3 separate regions of the Mus musculus genome follow, and all the other regions are linked to region 1. Evidence: chromatin contacts called from public capture Hi-C and promoter capture Hi-C data. All regions are on one chromosome and are shown on one strand. The core of a region is the stretch at or near the end of the contact, and the rest is flanking DNA. Distances in the headings are between cores, read along the strand shown.

Region 1 (4,178 bases), core at 530-3,029:
TCTCTGGATGATCCATCCTTTCGTCTTAGCTCCAAACTTTGTCTCTGCAACTCTTTCCATGGATATTTTATTCCTTATTCTAGGGAGGAATGAATTATCCATGCGTTGGTCTTCCTTCTTGATTTTCTTGTGTTTTGGAAGTTGTGAAATTTATAGAGGAGAAAGTGCAGAAAACCCTCGAAGATATGGGCACGGGGGAAAAATTCCTAAACAGAACAGCAATGGCTTGTGCTGTAAGATCAAGAATCGACAAATGGGACCTCATAAAATTGCAAAGCTTCTATAGGGCAAAAGATATTGTCAATAAGACAAAAAGGCCACCAACAGATTGGGAAAGAATTTTTACCAATCCTAAATCTGATATGGGACTAATATCCATTATATACAAAGAGCTCACTAAGCTGAACTCTAGAAATTCAAATAACCCCATTAAAAATGGGTTACAGAACTAAACAAAGAATTTTTGACTGAGGAATATGGAAGGGCTGAGAAGCACTTGAAAAAATATTCAACATTCTTAATCATCAGAGAAATGCAAATCAAAAGAACCCTGAGATTCCATCTCACACCAGTCAGAATGGCTAGGATCAAAAATTCATGTGACAGCAGATGCTGGGGAGGATGTGGAGAAAGATGAACACTCCTCCATTGCTGGTGGGATTGCAAACTGGTACAACCACTCTGGAAATCAGTTTGGCGGTTCTTCAGAAAACTGGACATAGTACTACCAGTAGATCTAGCAATACCTCTCCTGGGCATATACCCAGAAGATGTTCTAACTGGTAAAAAGGACACATGGTCCACTATGTTCATAGCAGACCTATTTATAATAGCCAGAAGCTGAAAAGAACCCAGATGTCCCTAAACAGAGGAATGGATACAGAAAATATGGTACATTTACACAATGGAGCACTACTCAGCTTTTAAAAACAATGAATTTATGAAATTCTTGGGCAAATGGATGGATCTGGAGTATCACCCTGAGTGAGATAACCCAATCACAAAAGAAATCCTTTGATATGCACTCACTGATAAGTGGATATTAGCCCAGAAACCTAGAATACCCAAGATAGTTTTTTTTTAAACAAGATTTGTTTACTTATTATGTATATGTATATGTATATGTATATGTGTATGTGTATGTGTATGTGTATGTGTATGTGTATGTGTGTGTATATGTATAATGTATATGTATATGTATATGTATATGTATATACTGTAGCTGTCTTCAGGCACACCAGAAGAGGGCATTAGATCCCATTTATAGATGGTTGTGAGCCACCATGTGGCTGCTGGGAATTAAACTCAGGACTTCTGGAAGAGCAGTCAGTGCTCTTAACTGCTGAGCGATCTCTCCAGCTGCATTTTTGTTTTTCTAGTTCATGTTTTGATACACCTTTGTCCAAAAGTAGATATTCAATCCTACACAAGTTTATCTCTGTGTCCTCTACTATGCTATATTGATCTACAAGTATGGTTTCATTCCAGTACCATGCTGGCTTGGTCAGTATGGTTTAGTAGTATAGTTTGTGGTCAAACGGTGGGGACACATACACAGAAACAGACCCACGGGTATTTTGTAGTTGCTGCTTCAATTGAGAAGCACTGTTCTATGGCCAGGAAATATCACTCAAATTACTGTAAAGTTCACCAGAACTCAGATTGGTGTGTCAGACCTTCTTTAGCTTCCAGAAACCAGCTTAGAATAGGCTGGGAGTGGAAGCCTCTGCAAGTTCACTGAGGAACAGTTGACTATCTGAGCCTAAGAGAGAACACTCAGTCTCACTTCCTCACTCTTCTCGCTTGGGTTTCCTGTCGTCACAGCATGATTGTATTTTTTCTCTCTTCACTTCTCCTTTTACACAAATAGACATAGACTTCTGGGTTACAGGCTGTGCTGGCCACCTAAAAGATAATCAGTGAATTCTACCTGAAGTACTGAGGGACACTGCCTTCAAAAGGTAAGATTTATGACTTTTAACAGCTCTAAATCAGCTAATAAGGCACATAGCATTTTGAGAGTCTCCACACATCCCTTTAGTAACTTTAAAATGTGATGTGTTTACAAATATTTAGATCAGCACTTCCCTTAGGCAACTGGGCTAGAAATACTTTGATTTAATTGGTGTTTTATTTTCTGATATCTCTTTGGGCCTAAGTATTCATAAGCTTACATTATTATGCCACTTGAATTGCTTACTGTATATGGTGGTTTCTAATGCTTGAAGTTTTTGAGGTGAGATGAGATGAAATTGGGGAGATCTTCTATGTTGTTTTTTCTTCAAAAACTTGAAGTTTCATTTTAGAGCAGGGAGGAAAATCATAACCAGAGTGATTTAGAACAGTAGCCAGAAGACATGTTGTCTTTGTTTGAAAACATTTTAAAGGAAAGTTAGTGCTGAGAATGTCATGTTTTGATATAAGATAGATACAAAAAACCTGCAACATAGGTGTTCTGCAATGTACTTCATGTATTTTATTCCTATGGCTTAGTTTGGGGGAAGGTAAACATTGTGATCTGAAGGGCTTCTTTCTTCACTTTAAATGGTCTGTGATACACAAAGCTTGAACATTGACAAATTTCACATAAAATGTGCAGCAGAGAGGAAACCCACATAACTTGATACAGTAATAGTTTCCAACTTGCAAGCCATTCTAGGGTGTAAGTATTCAGCAAAATGATAGTCAAGCTTTGGTCAATACAAAATGTCTGTATCAGGTCTTTCTTGGTCCAAGAGCTGTGAAGAGCTCATTTGATTATAATCTAAAAGGGAGAAAGTAAAGTATCCATGTCCACATTTTCTCACCTAAAATTCAAGGGAGATGATTGGGAGTTAGTTGCAGCTTGTCAGAGCCACCCTCAGAGGCTACTAAACCTTATGTTTATAAATAGTGACCTAAGTGAACTAAGTTAAAAACCATGGGTTAGGCACCCTTTGATGTCTGACAGTATACTGTTGATACAGAGGAGAAATGAAGAAGAATGGAGAATTTGCCCAGTAATAGTTTTTTCCATGAGGAGCTTTTCTTGGTAATCATATCTATTAGAAGATTGAGCCAGAGAAGAATTTTATCTGCTGTGTGAGCAATGTTTTGCTTTCTCAATCTCGATCCAAATCTTCACTGCTTTGAAACTGGTTGATTAAGAGCAGATGCCAAACTGAAATGTGGTTTCCTGTGTGGGCCAGTTAAGGTTATTTTGCTTTTAGATATGATGTTTGCTTATCTTTATGCTCACAGGAAGTGATTCACAGCCTAGGCCAACACAACTACCTCACTACCACTCAAAGGATTTCAAGTTTTTTGTTAGCAAGAGGCAAATATATAAAGGAAAACCTCTGTTGTTTTGATATCTTCTATGTCCTCTGACTGCCTAGAAGCCTCAGACTAGTGCTTAGCTTCCTCATTCCCCACTACCCTGCAATGTCCCAACAGCCAGGCACTGTGCTCAGGTTCTAGAAACACAAAGTTAACGGATGTGGTTGTCAATCACAAAGAGATTACCATGGAGGGCAGATATTAGGACACACATAACACAAAATAATATGCTCTTTTCTATAAAGTAGGGAGAGTGCACACAATATACAGGAGTTCAGGAGTTTTCCAAAGACTCCCTCAGAGAGAAGACTACTATGAATGTATTATAGAGACTGGAACCATTAACATTTCCAGTTACAAGGCACTACATATGTACTCAAAGAAGTATTACTCCCCCACTTCCTGCCACAGGCATGGTAGAAATGAAATTAAGCAAGAGAGACTAATCACATGGTCACAGGAAGCACCAAGCCCTTTTTCCTACTAGGCAACTGAAAGTATATGGCAAGTTTACTCAACAGACAAGTGCTGGGTGTATCAAAGGGCAGAGTCTGAGACTTAAATACAATAATTTTGGTTGAATGTGGCTTTGAGTTAGGGCACAGATTCCTTCTAGCCTGGATATTTCACATGATCAGAAGGAAAGGTAAAGCTTTTTGTGAAGTTATAGCCGTTCCCCTCCTTCCAGTTTCTATCCAATGACTAGTATATTGGTTTGGTTATAGTGGTTTGGCTTTTGCTGATAATCAGCTCACAGCACTTTATACACCAACAAGCATCCACTGTTTGTAGGTTGCTCTGTAGACTAGGCATCTGCCCTTAGGACATTGCTCTTTATACTAGGAACTTGCCCTCAGGAT
Region 2 (4,178 bases), core at 1,048-3,547, 890 kb after region 1:
AGGCTGATGAGAATCTCCTCGAAGCCTGCTGGTGTGCTGTGCTCTGCATTGTCTCTGTTGGCTATTGTACAGGAGCTCACAAGCTGAAAGATAGCCCTGCACTTCTATCTGTCCCTGTCCCCTTTCTACCTGGGCATCTATTCTGGTGTTTGAGTTAACCAATCAGAGTTTTGTTAAGTTTAATTGAAGTGTTTCAGAACCCATCATCATTTCTGCTTAAACAAACCTTCCTAAATAGCCTAAAACAGACTACAAAAGAACAAAACTAAGGCTTATCTCAACTAAACCTCATAGCTAACTAGAGATATTTTTTTCTCTTTCCTTTTTCTTTTCCTTTTTCTTTCTTCCTTTTTCTTTCTTCCTTTGTTTGTTCCTTTCTTTCTTTCTTTCTTTCTTTCTTTCTTTCTTCCTGTCTTTTTTTTTTTTTTTAATGTAAGTACACTGTAGCTGTCTTCAGACACCCCAGAAGAGGGCATCAGATCTCATTACTGATAGTTGTGAGCCACCATATGGTTGCTGGGATTTGAATTCAGGACCTTCGGAAGAGCAGTCAGTGCTCTTAACCTCTGAGCCATCTCTCCAGCCTTAGAGATATTTCATGACAATCTCCATTTTACTGATGGCAGTGGCATAGCTACCATTTACTAAACACAGGCTCTAGGCAGGGCTTTTCTGAGAACTTTACATTTATTAGCTTTATTTATTTAACCTTATAAAGGTGAAATTATTATCTTCATTTTATGGATCAGGTAAAACAGCATCAGGTACTGCACAGAAGCCAGAAGTGATAGTGCTACAATTGAACGGAGGTGAGCCTGGTTCAGATGTTCAGAACCACTCTGAGAGGTGGAGAGTGAAGCCGAGAAAGAATGTGCCCAGTGTCAGATCAAAAGATCAGGGAGAGGAATCCAGACTTGTTTTCCTCCAGAGCTTGTCTGTAGTTTCTATGCTATATTCTTCCCCCAAGAGAAACCAGAAGAAACCTGGGAATGTAGTTTCTCATTGGACTGTCCTCTTTGCACAGAAAATGATACTACCATTTTGCAAACAAGAACATCCTTGTCTCAAGGGGGTTTTACATTTCATTAAGAGAACAAACTGCATCCTAAGAATCCGTTTTCAACAGACTAAGACAGAAGCCATGTTAAGATCTACCCTACATCTTCAAAGCCACACCCCCATCTACTTATCTCTTATGCCTGTCTTCCCCTTCTCCTAAAACAAGATATCCTATCTAGTAGGTCAATGTCACTTTGAAAACTTGAGATCAGATTCTTTTTTTAACTAAAAGATACATCACATTTTCATCATCTTTGGCTACCCTGGCCAGAAAGCAGATGCCCATGTTCAATGGAGAAGGGCACAGAGCACCCTCGTTTCCTATTCCTGTCTCAGCTCTTCATGTCTAATGTCTTCACAAACCATGTGGTGCAAAGATATTCACTGCCCTTTGTAAATTTCAAGGGTCAGTTTGACTCATTTCTACGAAAGGGGTCTGGGAGCCAAACTTGGTAGCTCTACTCTCCAGCCTTCTCTCTAATCCACCCCTTCGTCAACCCTGTTACCTGACTGTCAGCTTGACCCGCAGGTATCGGTCTACAGCAATGGCCAGCAAGGACATGATGGAAGCATGGGTGAAGATCAGCAGCACACAGGACATGAAAAGGCAGGCATAGAAGTGCATCTTGACTTGCAGGCTGACAGCAATGGCCAAAGGTGTGACCAGCACCCCAACGGCAATGTCAGCCAGTGCTAGGGAGACAATGAAATAGAACGTGGTGGTCCTCAGAGTGGGGTTCAGCTTGACCACCCAGATGACCAGCATGTTGCCCACAACGGCACAGAGCCCGATGGCAGCCTCCATGGTGATGTAGGTGATGTTCAGCCAGTCCGTCTCCGTGGTGTTGTCGGCTTCCATGCTGTCTCAGAAAAGCTTCAGGCGGAAGCTTCCGTGGCTCTTCAGCAGGTTGTGTATGGGCCAGTGGACCCAGCTCTTGTCAGACTTCTGCCCAGAAGTTAGAATGTCACAACAGTCCAGAGAACTCACAACTTGCTCATTCCTTCCGGTATGACTCTCTCTTAGAGACTCTTCTCAGAAAGGGCCTGTTACAGGACCATCAACCTCAGCCGCTTATCCCTGCCTTCCCATTAACCTGGAGGATGCAGGTCTCTGCAGCCAAATCCGAGAGGGCCACCGTTCTTACTTCCCCAGGCAAACAGAGTCAGGGCTTCTGCTGTCCCCTGGGCCCCAGAGAACTTTCGAGCTCCATCAAGATAAGCACTCCTCTTTAGAGTGTTTCAAGAAGTGAGATAGTCCAAGAGGAAGTACAGGAACCCTCTGAAGAAGAAGAAGAAAAAAAAGGATGGAAAGAGCACAGGAGGCTGGCCTGAGTCACATGGAGGCAGCTCCAAGAGGAGATTAGAGACAGGGTCTGTTAGTGACAGCTGACAGTTTCAGCTACAGGGAAGGCTAAGGCAGTGGGATTACAGGTTCAAGCCCTGCCTTGGTTACTGTGTTAAGGCCAGCCTAAGTAACCCAGTGTCTCAAAAAACAAAACAAAACAAAAATCCAAACCAATGAAAGAAAGAAAGAAAGAAAGAAAGAAAGAAAGAAAGAAAGAAAGAAAGAAAGAAAGAAAGAAAAAGAAAGAACCAACACTCAAAAGTCAGGATGTGGGGAGCCAAAGATATATTTCAGAAGTAGAATGATTGGCTGGCATCAGGCTCTGAGTACTGCCCCCACCACAACTGATATACAACACACACACACACACACACACACACACAAGTGGTGGGGAGAAACTAGAGATCATTCAGGGACCAGATGAGCTGTGGGTAGGATTGGGTAGAAGAGGTGGAAACACTAATCATGTAATATTTCCACCCTCAGCCTGCTTAACACAAAGATCTTGTGATAGAGACAATTGTGATGCACACTTTAATCCCAGGACTGGGGAGACAGAGGCAGGCAGATCTTTGTGAGTTTAAGGGCACTCAGATCTACCTAAAAAATTCAGGACACTCAGGGACAAAACTGAAAACAATTTTTACACACACACACACACACACACACACACACACTCACACACACACACACACTCACACACACACACACACACACACACACACACATACACACACACACACACACAGTGCAAGAGCAGCAGGCACACTTATCCACTGAGTCTTCTCTCCAGCCCTGGTGTTTACGTGGGGTGTTTTATTTTGTTTTGTTTTTGTTTTTGTTTTTTGTTTGTTTGTTGTTTTACGTTTCATCAGCCCCCCGAGTGGCCTTTCCTCTTACTTCTGCTGTAACTGCCTTCTTTCTGTCCTCTTCAGAGGGGAAGTTACAGAAAGCAATTTCTACCAAGAGGCAAGAAAGAGTCTTCCTTAACAAAAAGCAATTGCAATCTCGCTTTGTTGGTTCCTAGAAAAATCTCCATCATTTGCCACAGACAGAGAGGCAGGACAGGAGATCAAGCTTTCTTCTCTATTTAAGGCTTGTTGGTCAGGAAACGGGCAGCTTCTACATTAACAACAACAGAAACAAGGTGACGGTCCATGTTTTGTTACATTGAAAAGCAAGGTGGACAGGCTGGAGCGATGGCTCAGCTATAAAGAGCAGTGGATGCTCTTCCAGAGGACCATAACCACCACGGCTTCCCACCCAGGATTATGTTACTCCCAGAGGTTTCTGCGATGCCTTGGGTGCTTCTTCTCTTCGAAGGAGAAATGTCCGTTCTTTTTTGTTTTCTGAATAAACAGAGAGCACCAGTGTTCAAGGGCGAGTTTGAGGGGTGGAAGAGAAGTTTCCATATTCCCTCACTAGCTTGTCTTATGACCATGCTAAATATCTGTTCACTGGGGATTGAAATCCAAAAGGCAATCCAGGAGAGGGGGCAGAGAGACCAGGATAGACAGCCACCTCACACACCTGTTACCTCACTGGTACCCATGGACCCAGTCTCTCACATCTTCTGTTACCAGGTCCTGGTTCCTGATAATAGCTTTCGTTATGATTCCCAGGTTAGTGGGGTTTGAGCCTGTTCAGGCTCCTGCCATCTGCTTCTTTCACCGAAGCCATAAGCCCACAGCTCCCAGCAATTCCTGGCTCCGAAATTCCCTTTCACTTCTTCGCCTGTGCACACTCACTAGGTCTAGCAGGATCTCTTCCTTGC
Region 3 (4,178 bases), core at 677-3,176, 820 kb after region 1:
CCACGTCTCCATAATTTTTCCATAAAAGAGAGACAAGTCTAGAACGTTTCTAGCCATTTGTTTTCTTACTCAACAAATATTCACTGAGTAATGATTATGTGCCTTTGAGTGCTTGAAACACAACAGCAAACACATAGACAAGCATCCCACTTCCTGGGAGCTTGACCTGCCCATCACTCTCTATTAATATAATAACAGACCTTCCCTTGGGCAGAGAAGGAACCCACAGGCGCCAGACAGGAAACACTTCAGCACCTCCTGAGCATCAGCTTCTTTGTGTATGCCCTAACTATTCTGTGTTCAAAGAGCTCCCCTTAGAAGAAAACTCACAGCCTGGCAGTTGCAAGAGGCAAGAACTTTAACATTTGTTGAGTATTTGTGATTCTCAGGACCTCTTTGAAGCACATTAGCAGCATTAACTCCTCACAACTGGGCTCAAAGGGTGAGCCAAAGTTTCCCAGGAGAAAGGAGCGTGAAGACACTCAGGAAGAGGCAACACTACCAAGTCATCAAGGCAAGGAGGAGCTCAGGTCAATGGAGAGCTCTTATGTCAGAGGTACTCAGATCCCCATTTGAGGGAAAATTGAATTAGAAAAACCAGGAAATTTTAAGAGTAATAAGAGTTGTGGGCATAATCTCCTTCAAGCTATAAAATCTGAGAACTCAAGTACACATCTAACATACCTTTCCTTGAGTTTGTTGAACTCTGGATAGAGAACGTTTTCATCCTGCAGATTCTTGGCCACAATCTGATTGTTGCTCATTGAGGCAAAGGCAAATATCAGATGCGTACAAAGAAAGGGGTCCAGGTCATGGGGCATGATGGAGGCAGGGCCTGGCCGACTATGTGCCCAATTGGTGAAATAGCACACCAGTTTGTAGGCAGTACCTGGCAAGAAGAGCAAGTATTAATCAGCAGAGATCATGGGGCAAGAAGGGAACTCAGATTCTTGACAGTAGAGTGAGTCAACAAGCCTAATCAGAGACCAGGCCACTGTAACAGCCTCCATATCCCCCGTAAACATACACCAAAGCTGCTTATGCATGCCCCCAGACATCCTGACCTTTTGCTGAGGCTCCAGAGAAGAAAGAATGCCTCATGAGAGTAGATCCTGGCACATAAGGATACATACAAACAGCAAATAACCAGAGTCCTGTGTTGGATTGTATTGGATTAATAACCTCTGGCCAAGGAGCCATGACAGGCAGAGGTTCAGGAGACGCTGAATAGAGATTTCCTAGCCAGAGAATCTCCCTGGCTCTGGAGGAGAAGTGGTTTCCTCACCATCACTGTGTTTCATCAGAAGAACCAGCCCTGCAGGAAATGAAGAAATTCATATACACACATGCAGAGTGCACACTCCACACACCCTCCAGTTAGCAAGTGCCCTCTCCAGCTCAGCACCATGTACACATGTAGACACACAAATAGAGACATGCATCAGTCACTGGTTTCCTCTCCTCCAAAGCTAACAGAGTGGAACTAGTCTAAGCTCCTTTTCTAAAGCACATCGCATGCTACATGTACCTGCTTTGCATAGGGACAATGATGGTTAGAAGTGTGTGCTAAAGCTCTCGGCCAGTGATTCTCAATTCTGGCTACAAATTCAAAAGTACGTACACACACGCGCACGTGCGCACATACACATCATAGCCCTCTCATCAGAAATTTCAAATTAACTGGTCCAAGATGAAGCCCAAGCATGAAAACCACCAGGTTGGAGAACTACTGCCCAGCCCCTTCCTCCACAGGTGCCTTTCTTTTCTTTTCTACCCCACATTCACATAATCCAGCTCCCTAAGCCCCAGGTTTCTCTGCTAGGCACTAGAGACAAGACAAACTGCTATCTCCTGGACTATGTCATTGCTAGGCTCTGTCACACTCACCAGCCAGCAGCAGCAGCCTCCCCATCTCAACTGCCTGGTAGCTCTGGTGATGAAGCTCAAGACTCTTTAATAGGAGTTGGCTCACCTGCAGCATGGAGTCAGCTACACGTAAGCACCACGCCAGAAACAATGATTCAAGAGTCACAATGACCGCTGACAACTTGAACTCTCTCTCCAGAACAGCTGTAGTTCTCAGAGCCAACAAATCAATATCCCTGACCTGACACTAGCAGGGAGTGAGTATTCACCACAGGCTATAACAAAAACAAATGCAGTAGCCCTGAGACTTGTCTGGCAATCAGTCCCATTTCCTGGTATCCAGCTCTGCAGTTGAGATGGAGGAGACCTAGGACATGATGAAGTCTATACAAGATTATCAGGAAAACTGTATCAGAAAGTTTCAAAGCTTTGGCTTTGGACTAAGGCTTTTGGCTATTTAGGAAGTTTTATAGTTTTGGATGAGTTACTGAGCCCCAAAGTTTCCACACATAAAAGAAAGCCTGTTTCCCACATATAGTTTGTTCTTACTTCGAAGGAATTTATGAAAACTAAAGAGATGTGAAGACTATGGTTTGCATAAAATATAAGTTTAATTACTTACAGATGTCATTAGCAAGTTGCTCAAAAGAGCAGGATGCTCAAAAGCAAATACTGACACTTCTGAACAGGTGAAGTAAACACACTAAAACAGCATTTTATATGTTTTCTACATGACAGAGTTCAGACCCAGTGTCTACTGGGCGAACATATGAGCCAACTATGAGGTGACCTGAGCCTCAGGTATATGAATACCCAAGAACCAATTTTAAAGAAACTCTACAATCATGAAAAGTTTTTGTTTTTTTAAAGCATAAATCAGGTATCTTTGATTCATTGGTTTTCTTTCTCTGTTCCAGATGGCCTCAGACTGTGTAGCCTCTCTAAGACAGATGCTGCTGTACATGGAGCATCTATAATAGGGGGTACTAAGCAGATCTCAGGGCAATGGAGGAGAAAGGAAAACAGTGCCCAGTGGTCAAATCTGTTGAACATTTGTCCTTCATTTGTGGGATGAAATAAGCAAGAAACCTCATAATTTTTAAACCAGTAGTTTATTTGGGTACCAAAGAACAAAGACAAAATATGTAGAACATGGGTGTGTGAGTGTGGGCTTTATTATCGAACAGACCCTAGAGCCCCTTCCTGCACGTACCATCCCTGGGGCCCCATTCGTCCTATCTGTTTCGTGTACCATCCATTCCCACATCCCACTTTTGACCTAAATCAGCAAGTACCCCCAAGGCCAACATAAGTCAGGATTGGCAACACCTAGTAGCATTGGCTTAATGACGCCTAATGCCTTTTCACTCTAATGACCATGCATGCTCCTCTTGCATCCCAGTCACCATTCCTGTGCTCCAGTTCTTGTTACTGGGTCTATGACTTTGCAACCGGATCTATAAACTATTGGTACATCTGATTTCTGGAGCCTCAATGTTGTCAGGGTCCCTCTAACTCATGGCCTGAGGCGCTGCTGGTTTTCTTTTAAAACCTTGACATAAAATGCTGGTCTCTACTTCTGAGACTTTCTGCATGACCGAGGTGCCCCACTACACTGCTGCCAGGAGCACTAGCTCTCAATGTAATCTGCCTGCCAATCTGTACCTAACCTCTCCACATGCAGAGGTATATGGTGCCAAGAAAGCCAAGACAGAACAGGAATGACCTCTGACTAATTCAGGGGTGACCATACCCCAAAGCTGGCAGCTCTGATTCTGTATGCACAGTGGTTGAGAATTGTCATGTTAAATGGGGATTACACTGCAAATCAGTGTGCTCTGTCTGTTCACAATCTTGTTCCTTCAGGCCTTGGGTGGCGGGGGGACAGCTGATGCGAATGTCACACATCTACTGGCATTTAGAAAATATTTCTTAGCATTTAGCCTATTCTTATGGGGGGAAAATACTAATATATCTTACTTGGATAACTGAAAACTTCCCCAAGGCATCATGACTCCTCATATTTCATTAAACTAATGGAGATGAAGGCAGAAACACAATCGTGTAGTGCTTTGGTTTCAGTAAAACATTTGACTCAAACTTTGGAGACATTGTGAATAAATTGTGGAAACATGCTTTAATCAGTTGCGTAAATACTACAAAATTCTCAAGAATATTGACATTTCTTCTCCAGTTTTGTAGCTGCAGTTTAGACAGGAACAATTCTGGGTCAGAATTTTTGACTGAGGGTTGGTAACAGTGACCAGCCCAACTTGGGATCCATCTCAACAGGAAGCTCCAAGACCTGACAC

Evidence for each region. Promoter capture Hi-C pulls out the DNA fragments that hold promoters and counts their contacts. Capture Hi-C pulls out chosen DNA fragments and counts their contacts.
Region 2: a contact with region 1 is called in a capture Hi-C map of macrophages, with 6 times the contacts expected there. The contact joins the promoter of Adora3 here to the promoter of Cd53 in region 1. A contact is called at or near these places in 2 of 39 promoter capture datasets (the C10 cell line and pre-B cells), 4 of 484 Hi-C or Micro-C datasets (B cells, CD4 T cells, CD8 T cells and 1 more), 5 of 115 datasets of contacts at active chromatin or transcription factors (bone marrow-derived dendritic cells, effector CD8 T cells, memory CD8 T cells and 2 more) and 1 of 9 other capture datasets (macrophages).
Region 3: a promoter capture Hi-C map of liver shows a contact between it and region 1, with 5 times the contacts expected there. The contact joins the promoter of Ovgp1 here to the promoter of Cd53 in region 1. A contact is called at or near these places in 6 of 39 promoter capture datasets (hippocampal neurons, liver, neural stem cells and 2 more), 2 of 115 datasets of contacts at active chromatin or transcription factors (memory CD8 T cells and regulatory T cell precursor) and 1 of 9 other capture datasets (macrophages).

The regions. Positions count from the first base shown.
Region 1 is chr3:106,787,750-106,791,927 of GRCm38.p6, reverse strand. Cd53 (CD53 antigen) reads left to right here and starts at 1,779. Exons shown (of 8, transcript NM_007651.3): 1 at 1,779-1,961.
Region 2 is chr3:105,902,540-105,906,717 of GRCm38.p6, reverse strand. It overlaps Adora3 (adenosine A3 receptor), which reads right to left and starts at 2,297. Exons shown (of 2, transcript NM_009631.4): 1 at 1,566-2,297. The coding sequence starts at 1,918. All of the region lies in intron 1 of Tmigd3 (transmembrane and immunoglobulin domain containing 3), which reads right to left.
Region 3 is chr3:105,971,550-105,975,727 of GRCm38.p6, reverse strand. It overlaps Ovgp1 (oviductal glycoprotein 1), which reads right to left and starts at 1,926. Exons shown (of 11, transcript NM_007696.2): 1 at 1,888-1,926; 2 at 1,286-1,315; 3 at 685-889. The coding sequence starts at 1,912.